2 separate regions of the Hordeum vulgare genome follow, and region 1 is linked to region 2. The links are chromatin contacts, called in public Hi-C maps. All regions are on one chromosome and are shown on one strand. Each heading gives the region's core, a stretch centred on a gene start, on an enhancer-like site or on the middle of the called end of the contact. The rest is flanking DNA. Distances are from core to core; before and after follow the strand shown. Region 1 has its middle 56 kb from the start of LOC123450565. Region 2 has its middle 120 kb from the start of LOC123450565.

The links. A called contact is a pair of places that touch in the nucleus more often than the background predicts.
Region 1: a Hi-C map of seedling shows a contact between it and region 2, with 4 times the contacts expected there. The contact joins two enhancer-like sites. A contact is called at or near these places in 2 of 6 Hi-C or Micro-C datasets (leaf and seedling).

The regions. Positions count from the first base shown.
Region 1 is chr4H:403,210,335-403,216,832 of MorexV3_pseudomolecules_assembly, reverse strand. No RefSeq gene overlaps it. Among protein-coding and RNA genes, the nearest start is that of LOC123450565, 56 kb to the left of the region's middle. Within about 2 kb of position 2,747, at least 3 of the 3 cell types and tissues checked have open chromatin away from gene starts, as enhancers often do. A contact at or near this core is called in seedling, where this site is marked.
Region 2 is chr4H:403,150,561-403,156,971 of MorexV3_pseudomolecules_assembly, reverse strand. No RefSeq gene overlaps it. Among protein-coding and RNA genes, the nearest start is that of LOC123450565, 120 kb to the left of the region's middle. Within about 2 kb of position 4,696, at least 2 of the 3 cell types and tissues checked have open chromatin away from gene starts, as enhancers often do. A contact at or near this core is called in seedling, where this site is marked.

The sequences.
Region 1 (6,498 bases), core at 1,498-3,997, 62 kb before region 2:
TTATTTGCCGCCCTAAAGATCAAGGAGGTTTAGGAATTGAAAATTTGGAGACCAAAAATAGATGTCTTCTCAGCAAGTGGTTGTTTCGATTATCGCTGGAATCCGAAGGAATGTGGGTACAAATTCTGACGAATAAGTACCTTCACTCCAAAACTTTATCTCAGGTTACGGCGAGACCATTAGACTCCCTGTTCTGGAAGGGTCTGATGCGGGTAAAAAACTCATTTTACCATAGATCAAGGTTTATCATTAGTAATGGGGAATTGACTAGATTCTGGGAAGAGTCCTGGCTAGGAGATGCGCCTTTGGCTCTTCAATACCCGCGGTTGTACCATATTGCCCAATGTCGACAAGTGTCACTTGCGGCAGTATTTCGTGAGATACCCCTTAATATTCAATTCCGCAGATCTCTAGATGGGTTTCCTCGTTGCATCTGGTTAGAAGGTTAATGGAGGTTAACCTCTCTGATAGGAGTGATCCAATCTCCTGGAGATTAACACCGAATGGGTTGTTCACGGTTAAATCCATGTATTCTGATCTTATTCATTCAGTACCTATTCCAAATTCCAAACATATTTGGAAGGTCAGAGTGCCTCTTAGAATTAAAGTTTTCTTGTGGTTTGTTCACAAGGGAGTTATTTTAACTAAGGATAATTTGGCCAAACGGAATTGGAAAGGTAGCCCAGATGTAGCTTATGCCCAAGAGTAGAGAGTATTCAGCACCTCTTTCTCGATTGTCCTATGGCTAAACTTGTTTGGCTCTCAATTCATATTGCTTTTAACATCCCTCCTCCTGTTAACTTGAACTCGTTATTTGGAACGTGGTTACAGGGAATTGATGTTCAATTGGCCAAATCTATTCGTGTCGGAGCATGTGCTCTTCTATGGGCTTTATGGAATAGCATAAATGATTTTGTTTTTAACAGACTTCGTGATATTCACTTTCTGCAGGTTATCTTCAGAACTACCGCACTGATCCGTACATGGTCGTTACTAACTCCTGTGGCAGCCAGGGAGCCTATGGTTACTGGGTGTGTCCGTTGGGAGATGGTAGCACAGGGTATCTTCAACCGGTTTGGATGGCGGCATCTTAATAGGATAGGTGTTTAGTCATCTATATCTTTTAGCCACTTCAGGCCTCGGCGCGATGATCGCCTTGTATCTTTTTTTTTTCTTTTTCTATACTTTGTACTTTGTGGAGACTATGTTTGCTTAATATATGGTTGTATGCATCCCTCGATGCAGAGGCCGGGGCGCGGCCTCCTTTTCTAAAAAAAAAACCTTCACACTTCGCTGCTGGAACCTCATTACCCCACTAAAGAACAGAGGAATATCATTACTTGATGAGGCACGAAATGCATGCTCAGAACTACGAGTAAACATCGATTTGGATACCGTCATCATGGCTTGTTGGGCTACATGGTCTGTCTGAAATGACAAGATCTTCATATATGCCCAGCCCACCACCAAGCGTGGATCCACTACCTTACGAAAAGCCTTATGACTGCACAGATGAGAGCTAATCCAGTCAAAGTAAGGAAGATCAAAGATTGGACAGATCCTTACATAATCTTGTAGTATGATGTTGTATTTTCCTAAAGAGGGCGTAGGCTAAAATTGTCTAAGACTCTTTTCATTTGTAATTGTTATTATTTATATATATATAATTATCATAGAAGGATTGTTCTACAGTCATAGGTAAAAAAAAAGACGGAGACTAGTAAATCGAAACAAATGTAGTACTTCCTCCGTTTCATAATATAAAAGTGTTTTTAACACTAATGTAGTACCAAAACGCACTTATATTACGGGATAGAGGGAGTATCATCTAAATATTTGATTTGTAAACTTGTTGTATGTTCTTAGGGTTTTCGCCTCGGATATAGAGAAAAACTTAGTCTTTGCTATCATAGGAAAACCACAACGACCAGGTCTCGGTATTTTTTTTTTGGGGACCAGATCCCAATATTATTGGAGTCATTCACGCACGTGTACCAGTGACCTGGATGGCATCGGAAATAATAGCAATGAGCGGGGAGGACGCTACAACCCATAAAGCGCTAAGCATATCCACAGGGCTGGATTCTACATGAGTTTAGCCACAGATAAGCAAAGAAGTATACAATCAAGCAAAATTAAGCTGATATTTATCCTAACACGACCGATGGAGACCCAACACCCCCGCGGTAGAGAAGGCCCACTAAACACACGTTTATGGCAAGCCGTGGCCTAATGGCTAATGGCGTGATTACCTTGGACATGACGACAGGATTTAGCAGCAATTCCATGAGCAAAATTAAGCCGCTAGGTACGTGGCTGGCTTCGTTTACGGGCGTGATTATCCTAAACCATATCGTAGTCAGAGTTAGGTCGATCGCGTCTATCCATTAATCCCGTCTGCGATGTCTGTGTCGATATACGTATCGCTAGCTGCTATTATAGGTAGCTAGTCCAGAATCCTCGATGACTTGTGGTAGATTGTGTTGTGTATGCTGCTGTATGCGCTCGCCACGGCCAGGCAGCGAAACGAGTGGTGAAGGCCGGGGTCTAAAAATAAAAAGGCGCAACAGCGACCTCGTGCGCGGATCGGCAGCGGATGTGCGCGGGCGTCGCCATCAGGGAATAGCGAGGGAATTCCATAACGAGTAACTTTGCGCTAGTCGTCGGGCAATTCGCCTCGTCGCTGTCGAGGCACGTGTCGACCGCCTGGCGATCTCGAGCAGGTGGTGGTCCGGGAGAGGCGCGCTGGCGAGAGGAAGATGAAATGACCAACGAACTGAGGACGAGATATGGACGTGCGGCGCCGTGCATGCACAGGTGGGGTAGATCGATCGTAGTCGTGCCAAGAGAAAGCTTCGCGAGCGATCTGGCTACGTGCCGCGCTGTACGGCCGTAAGGATCTGCCATGCGATTAAAACCGTCACAAATTTACCCACTCAGAACTACTCTTAAATTATGAAGTCACGTGAAGACCCAGCAAAAACACCCAACACAAAATCATCAATAAAAACCCAACGGCTCACTACGACTTTGGAAGAATCTAACGACAGAGACAAAAGACACATCCGAATCCATGTTTGCCGCCTAGACAACTGTATCATAGAAGCACTTGCACCTTTCAATTGTTGCCACCCTTCTTGTCATTGTAGTTGCTAGATTTCTTCTTACGGACATCGGATTAAGGGAGAGCGACACCCTTCTTGCATTTGTCTCTCGGTGCATTGTGCCTCAAGAGGCGTCCCGTTATTTTTATCTTTTTCGAATTTGACATCCAAGTTAGATAGGTATTCAACAAGTTTGATGGCGAACAAGTCTTCAAGGTTAGGCTCTAGTACTCCGGCCACAACGACATCATTACACATGTATCCATCTTCCTGATAGACTCAAGCGAGTGTGTGGCATCACCGCCAAGAGCAACACCCTCCTCATCCGCAACCACCTTTGCCAACATATTAGTCGCCGCAAACATCGTTGACCTCAGATACCACATACACGATGGATATAGGCACATCTAGTTGCTCAAATGATATAGGTGAATCATACCCCGCGCACGAGGTTGCCAGCAAGTGGACCTTCACACTAGTAGAAAAAAAGGCTTATAGGTGGCCTTAAACGAGTGATGGGCGACGTCAGGTACCCGTTGTAGGAGTTAGATCTGGCAGATATTGGGTAGGGAGACTTCTTTTTGGTGAACCACATTTACTCTTGAGCACTAAAGAACTTGACACCTAACTGTCTAGAGAGTTTGCAGCTCTAAAGTGTACTAGGTGAAGCATTAGATGGAGCATACTGGACTTAGATTTCAGTGATGCTAAACAACTATCTATTATTTTTGTCTCTTGGGTTTTCTCTCGATGAATTTTAAACTCAAATCACTGAGGGCAAATGATGCTCAGTTACTGGAAATCACAAGGAGTATCCAACAGACAATGTTGATGGAGTGGGCTATATATAGCCATGGTCTTTCAAGTGGGAAAATACCATTACCTGACCACTCAACCAATGACCAACTAACATGTATTCAAGGTTAGATTTTTAGCACAACGGTAACCTTACTTGTGGAGCAAGAAATGCTAGTTGCTCGGTCTGAAAAAAATCTCTCACAACAAGGAAGAACATTGTGTCTTGCTGGCAAGTATTTGTTCGGAGCACAAGGAGATTTCTCTCGCCTAACTTAGGGTTTTGACTTAACATTAGAGTGCCATAAGCTTCAGACACTCTGCCCCTCTTAATAGTACGGTGGTCCTATGAATCAAAAAAGATAAAAATACCAACGAAACAAATACTACGTCTTTGCTTTGTCATTAAACTTCTCAGATATAGTCAACTTCTTCAGACACGCATCGAACCAATTGCTTAACGCTGTCAACTTTGGGGGGGTGACATCTCACATGCATAATATTTGGTGATAATCTTGCCTGTCACACAAGAGATTATCTTTGGAGTTTGTTCCAAACTATGAATGACTTCAGGGACTTTAACACTCTATGTGCACTAGCAAACACATTAGTCCCACGGTATTTATGACAACAATCTCCAAAACATAAGGAAGAAAATTATTGCACCAACAATCTCCACATTTTTGGACGATTATTGACAAAACGGATAATCATCAAAGTAAGGATAGATAAGTGAGAGGTATCAATCAAAAGTGAAACAATTTTACTCTATTTTGAAGATAAAATGGGCTCCCCCTAAATGTATGCATAGATAGATGAATGAATTTTCGTGCATGTGTTAGAATAAAGTTGTCGTATCTTTGAGTATAATGAATCTTCAAAGATGAATGAATTCCAATAATAGTACAGTGTAAGCATCTGTATCTTCTGATAATACTTCCACCTACAAGACAGATTCTTGAAAGACATATAGTGCAACAAGGATGGGTTGTCAACATTACAAACCTGAGAAGTTTAACGAGATATGGACGTGCGGCGCCGTGCATGCACAGGTGGGGTAGATCGATCATAGTCGTGCCAAGAGTAAGCTTCGCGAGCGATCTGACTACGTGACGCGCTGCACGGCCGTAAGGTTCTGCCATGCGATTAAAACCGGCACAAATTTACCCACTCATATCAACTACTCTTAAATTACGAAGCCACATGCAGACCCAGCAAAATCACCCAACACAAAATCATCAATAAAAACCCAGCGGCTCACTACGACTTTGGAAGAATCTAACGACACAGACAAAAGACACATCCGAACCCATGTTTGCCACCTAGACAACTATATCATAGAAGCACTTGCACCTTTCAATTGTTGCCACCCTTCTTGTCATTGTAGTTGCTAGATTTCTTCTTGCGGACATCGGATTAAGGGAGAGCGTCACCCTTCTTGCACTTGTCTCTTGGTGCATTCTGCCTCAAGAGGCGTCCTATCATTTTTATTTTTTCTGAATTTGACATCCAAGTTAGATAGGTATTCGACAAGTTTGATGGCGAACAAGTCCCCGAGGTTAGGCTCTAGTACTCCGGCCACAACGACATCATTACACATGTGATCCATCTTCCTCATAAACTCAAGCGAGTGTGTGGCATCACCGCCAAGGGCAACACCCTCCTCATCCGCAACCACCTTTGCCAACATATTAGTCTCCACAAACATTGTTGACCTCAGATACCACATACAAGATGGATATAGGCACATCTAGTTGCTCAGATGATATAGGTGAATCATGCCCCGCGCACGAGGTTGCCGGCAAGTCGACCTTCACACTACTAGAAAAAAAGGCTTATAGGTGGCCTTAAACGAGTGGCGGGTGAGGCCAGGTGCCCGTTGTAGGAGTTAGATCTGGCTGATATTGGGTAGGGACACTTCTTCTCGGTGAACCACATTTACTCTTGAGCACTGAAGAACTTGACACCTAACTGTCTAGAGAGTTCGCAGCTCTAAAGAATACTAGGTGGAGCAATAGATGAAGCATAGTGGACTTAGATTCGAGTGATGCTAAACAACTATCTATTATTTTTGTCTCCGGGTTTTCTATCGGTGAATTTTAAAAACAAATCACTCAGGGGAGATGGTCTCACTTACTGGAAATCACAGGGAGCATCCAACAGACAATGTTGATGGAGTGGGCTATTTATAGCCGTGGTCTTTCAAGTGGGAAAATACCATTACCTGACCACTCAACCAATGACCAACTGACATGTATTCAATGTCGGATTTTTAGCACAACAGTAAGCTTACTTGCGGAGCAAGAAATGCTAGCTGCTCGGTCTGAAAAAAATCTCTCACAGCAAGGAAGAACATTGTGTCTTGCTGGCAAGTATTTTTTTGGAGCACAAGGAGATTTCTCTCGTCTAACTTAGGGTTTTCGCTTAACATTAGAGTGCCATAAGCTTCAAACACTATAGCCCTCTTAATAGTATGGTGGTCCTATCAATCAAAAAGGAGAAAATACCAACAAAACAAATACTACGTCTTTGCTTTGCCTTTCAACTTCTTAGCTATAGTCAACTTCTTTAGGCACGCATCAAACCAATTTCTTAACGT
Region 2 (6,411 bases), core at 3,447-5,946:
TGGCTCTTGCTCTTTTTATTGTATTTATGACAAATTTTATTTGATTTGTAAACTATGAGATTTTTTTATGAAATTATGTAATTTTTATTCGGATCTGGTTAAAACTCTGATCAAAGTTGATATGTATGTAAAAAATATATAAAAATATGATCGAACGGACCATACAAATAAAATGAGTCAGCGTGTTGAACACACTAACAAATAAGACGGGACACCTCACAAAATACTAACCCAAACAAACAAAAAGTAGAGAAAAATCACGTTCATTTGCAACGGCGGGACCCGAACTCTATAACGGCAGTGCGTCCGATCATGCACGGGCCATGCTTCTACCACGTCCCTGCATGTGCCATGTACGTAGTCAGAAAAAGACTGAGAAACACGTTTGCACTTTAGAGTAACTTCAGCCACGTGACTCAAACGGATGCGAGTTTTGTTCATTTAGGTCAGCCCGTGAATATTCATGTCCGTTTTTTAAAATGGATCAATGTTTGTGTTCAATGCTAACATGGTTCATTTTTAAGACGGTATGAAAAAATACATCATAAATATTTGAAAATAGAAAAGGGTGATTGAACATTAATGTTGGCCTTAAAGATCAATGATAGTCCCACGAGTCCACATTGCATTAAATAAAAAAACTTACTTAAACTGAAATCAAAGAGGCGTGTTGCCCTAGGCGTCCTCGAGGCCAGTAAGGTCGACGAGCGTCTACGTCTGGCCAGCCCAGCCCAGGGGAAGGCCGTCTCCGAGGCGGTGGCGACGTCGTTCGTCGGTGGATGCACCACCGTTGGCTGGGCTTCAGCACGACGCATTCCCTTCTCGGCTTCAGCGTCGCGCTCGAGCTGCTCGAGTCGCTGGCCCTCGAGGCTCTCCTTCGCCAACCACTATTGCCACCAATACTCCACGTAGGCCTGCTCCTGTTTCAGCGTCGCCCCCAATCAAACGGATGGTGTGCTCACCCACTCGCGCACCATCCCGTTCGAGATGTACTGCTCGATCTTCACGGGGTCGGCCCTGGCTTGCCCTTGGTGGGGGACGGCGGGGCCAGCGACGGCACGACGCAGTCGTCGACGGCGTAGAGCACCATTGCCTCCGCCAACCGCGCCTGGTAAGCCGCCTCCTCCTCCTCCTCCTCCTCCTTGCGTTGCTCTTCCTCCTCGCTTTCACGGAGGACGGTCGTTAGCGCCTCTTGGTAGGCGGCCTCCACCTCCTGGTTCTCGTCGTGCACGACAAAGAGGCGGCGGGGTGCCAGCCCCCACGTTGCGGACGCCACGCCGGTGCTGCTTCAAGTGCTCCGAGGCAAACCAGACTTTTCAATCAGGAGAGTCTGGAACGTACGCGGGGTTGAACCACTGCTCAGGCGTCAGCTGTTATCGTCGACGCCGAACCTCCACCGCATGCGCCCGCATCGACTGCGGTATTTGTCGGCACTGAGATCCTCTCCGGATCCAAGTGCCACTCATGTGGCAACATCACGTCGGGGTAGGGGAGAGGGATACGGTGCTCCCAGTGCCACCTCGCCTGGTGCATTGGGACGCTTATCCGCTGCCGAGGCGGGCGGGAAGACGACGGCGAGAGGAGCACACACCAAGAGAGGGCTCGAGCCTGCGTCGGAGAAGAAACCCGTGGTGATGGCTAGGGTTTGTCGTCAACGGGGAAACAACGGGGTAGCTAGATGGGGCGGCTTTGTGGGAGAGAATGAGCCCCCTCCCCCTCCTCCACACACGCTCGGATTAAAGAAAGACGCCCGTGGTCGTTGACGCGTGAGCCCGGGATAAATGGTCATCATCTCTTTACAAAACACGGACGGTAATTGATCAACCGCTACGTGGGGGCGGGACAGACATCGAAAGGGCACACGCCGCGTTCGCGTCGACGCATTTTAATCTTAAATTTAAGTTTAAAATGAATCGGCGCGAACGACTATCCAAAAGGACACGTGCGGACGAACCTGTTGAAGTTGCTCTTACGTACCAGTTCGTTGCGTGGAAGCATCCGGTGAGTACGTGCAAGCTGGCGAGGCGGGGTGAAGAACTGAAGATCGAAGACGGCGCCACGGAGGCAGCCGATGACCTGCCTGCTGGCTGAGCCGCCAGCTTATGGTCACATCGAAGCGGCTGGTCGATCGTCTCTCTGGGTATGTGCTCAGTGCTCGTGTCGTGTCCGGGAAAGCGACACGGTTCTGGTTAGTCCCACGCTTGGCCTGTTCGTCACAGATGACGCGGAACTTATTGGCGCCTCGGCACTGATAATATCTCGCGTGAACCGCACATGACAGCGTTGGCGTGTAGTAGTACAATAGCTAGTAGAAGACGTCGTATGGTACAGGTGCAACGAGGTACTGGCAAGCCATGGGAGTGGGACGTACGCACGTCGTAGCTTGTCAATTTGATGATCAGACGACGCGCTCACGCTGCATTGACTTGTTCCATTAACGGTGTCACCGCGAGCTGTTTATGTTGCTTTCCACTCTGGATGTATTTGGTTCCACAAATTTTCCCCGTTATCCGATTACGCCGCAAACTGATACTGTTAATCATGTTTGTTTGGCCCGCCCGTAAACAAGTACTACCACGTAAACAGATTACAATGCAAGTCTCCGTTGATTTCCGCCGACCCCTCACCGAAAACAGATACCATTCCCCATTGCAGCTTCGTCCTCGTCTAGCTACGGTTTCATCGAGATCGATCCATCCGCTCTCAGTGGCTCGGTCCCCTCCGCGATTCCGCCCCCAATGTTGTACATCGAGGCTCGCGGCGGCGCTGGTCTCACACCGTACCTCGATCAACTCTGCTTGATGTGCAGGCTCGCGGAGACGTCATGAGAGGAGCAGCGGGGCGGCGGCGCAGGCAGTCGCGCCATTAGAGGTCTCCAACTATGACTACGTGCTTCACCAGCAGGTCTCCAAGCTGCTCGAGCATGCGTTCTCGTAACCATCATCGGTGGAGGCAGCGCTCGATGGTGGGGATGCCGGGGCTAAGGAAAAGGATGGTTCCTGGGTCGACGGCGTCGAAGACGACAATATAGCTGATGGGAATGATTACGGTTACAGTTCGCAGGCAAACAAAGTTCCATTTTTCTCCATTTCATTTACAGTACCGGTGTGACCTCATTCCATTTACGTTCGCGTTACCTTTGATGAACCAAACACCTCCAGAATGGTTCCTCGCTGGGTTGCAGCCAATTTTGTGCACTCACTCTTGTCATGTATAGAGTCCTGAAAAAGTTCATCGACACATCTACAACCTTCGTCTCAAACCCTACTCAAATATTCGGAGGAATGGATCGGTCGCTGGCCGTTTAAAAAATGTCAATATATATAGGTGCTTTAGATCCAATTCGAACGTTCGGACTAATTAACACTCCTCATATTTACCTCATATATAAAGTGAATATGAGGTATGTGAGCACGTCTGTCATGTTGAATCTGACAGACCTACCCTATAATAAATTGCATCAAATTCCTTCAAACTTATCCGATTCATTTGCGCCGGACTACGTCATGCCTTCTATGTATTGAACACATTGTCCAACTAGCTTTTCATGATTTTTTCTATAAGCTTGATGAGAATGATTGAAAAAGTAAGTTCTCATACTTAAAAACTTTCTCACGGTTTATAGTTGCCATCGATGCTCGCCTTGGAAGGATATGAGCTCCTTCATAAAGTGAGCATTGATAGCCCCTATTAAGAAAGAGTAACTTAATGCTTTTGCACGCGTGGTTATTTAAGTCTGTCGTGGCCCTCCTCCTCCGACGAGGTGGGACTAAAAGCCCTCAACCAGGCCGGCCCAACACGCATGTTTTCATACTGGAAAAAATTTATGAACAATTTTATGGTGTTTACACAACCCCGCCGGCCCAACATCGACTAAAACATCCAAAATGATTACGTGTCTTTGCATGTATTGTTTTAAATATAGGGTTTACAGTTGTAAATGAAAAAAATTGAGGCCCGCCTCATCACTGTATGAAGGCGTGTCTGAACGCGTCCATAGATGTATAGAAACTCAGATTGGCCTATCATTGATGTAGATGCTCCCACTTGGCTTGCGCGTGTATGACGGGGCGAAGATAGAGGGCCCTGGACTTGCACAACATATTCAGCGCTTGTTGCGCCTAAGTCATTCTTATGCAGTAATTAAATGGGACGGTCCGAAACGTGTGTCTCACAGTATTGATTTTGGAAACTTTTAAGAAGGTTCCTTTGGTTTATGTGCAAGTTTATTTTTGGTTTTATTTTACCCGGTCTATGTTTCGTTAGCTCAGTTTACTTTTTATTTTTAATTTCTGATTTTCCTCAAACTTATTCTTAAAATTCATCATTTTTTGCCAAATTCATGACAGAAAATCAAATTCGTGGACTATTTTCAAACATCTGAACATTTTAAAATATGCCAACTTCTTTTCAATTTCACGAAGTTTTTCCTAATATACGGTCTTTTTTCAAATCTTATGAACATTTTCAGATTCGTGATATTTGTAAAAAATGTGGATTTGTTTCAATTTTTTGGTATTTTATAAATTTACGAAATTTTGAATAACCTTTGAAAAATATCAAAACTTTTAATTTTTTGTAGATTCTTCTTTTTAAATGTCAATGGTCAACCAAAATAACAGGCAAGAACAACCCTAGCGCTAGACCAGCCAGCCCATGCACGCGGCTTCAAGCACTGTAGGGGCAAACTAGGGCCCGAAACGCCGTGCAGGAATTCACGAGCTTGAGAGCTATATCTCGCTCAACTCCAGATGGAATCAAGTTTCGCCTAAAGAATTTTCTGCAAACTACTGTACTGAATATACGTGCATTCCTCGCTCGCCCACCATTGTTTCGTTGTTCACTTCGATCTCCTCTTTTTCGTTTTTTACGGTTTCTAGTTCTTCGCTGATTTTTTGGTATTTGAGTTTTTTCTTAGTTTTTCACCTGTTTTTTTTTATTTCTCGGTTTTACTTTTCTTTTTCCTTTTTCTTTTTCGTTCTTTCTTCAGTTCTTGTTTCTTTCTCTGTTTTCAATGGTTCTTTTTATTTGCTTTCTACTCCCTCCGTTACTAAATATAAGTCTTTCTAGAGATTACACTAGCACACTACATACGGATGTATATGGACATACTTTAGAGTATAGATTCACTTATTTTGTTCCGTATGAAAACTCCTAGTGAAATCTCTTAAAAGACTTGTATTTAAGAACGGGGGGAGTATTTTTTATTTTTCTTCCATGCTCGTTGTTTCTTTCTTGGCTTTCATTGGTTTTCTTAGTTTTTGTTTGTTTATTTCTTGATTTTCTTTCTTCTGTATTGGTTTTCATTGGTTTTCATTGGTTTCTTTCTGGTTTTTTATTTTTTTGATTAATTGGGTTTTTCTATCTCTTTTTGTATAGAACAGGGATATATTTTATCAGGTTTTTTCTTCTTATGTCGATTATCTTTGGTTTCAATTCTTTTCACCTGTTTTCTTTCGTTTCTTTCTCTATTTTCATTTGTTTTTTACGTTATTTATTTTTACCTTTCTTTTTCTTCTGTTTTCTTTATTTATTTTTCTAGGGTTTCACTGGGTTATTTATTTCTTTTATTTCTTAGGATTTCTGCAGTTCCTTTTATTTATACCTTGTTTTCTTATATTTATTTTTCTTAACTTTTTTCAAGGTTCATCGCTTTTGGTCTAACACTTGTTAGTTTTGCTTTGAATACACATTCAACATTTTTCGCCAACAACAAAAATATTTTTTATATACACATTTAATATTTTAAAATACATTATCTATATTTTTGAAAACTTATATATTTTGATGTCCATATAATCCCGTGCACATTGTACATTTTGCGTATATATCTAAATCATTTTTCTAATACATTTTTATCTTTTTTTAAATATATGTTTAACATTATTTAAATATATGGGCGGCATAGTTTCTATATACATTCAAAAAATGAAAGCATGATTAACGTCTTTCAAATAAAAGATTAACATTTTTAATAAATGGTCAATGTTTTTATGTACGCATGTAACCTTTTCAAATACTTGATTAATACTTTTTAAATACAATATGAATTGTTTGGTAATACATAGTCAACATTTATTTTATAAAAATTTAACACTTTCCGAATGTTTATTAACGTTGATTTCAATTACTTGTTTAACATATTTATAATACACGATTAACATTTTTTGTACACATTTAATATTCTCCAAATTCTCGGTTTACATTTTTCAAATACATGATTGATTCTTTTCACGTATATTGTATATTTATCGTATACATGAGAAACTTTTTATTTATATACATTTAACATTTTTCAAACACTTCGTTAACATTTATTTCAAATATTGTATGTACTATATTTTTTGTAATATATTTGTTTAGAATATTTGAAAGTGTAAACAATGGTAAAAAATGAAAACAAAAATGTGA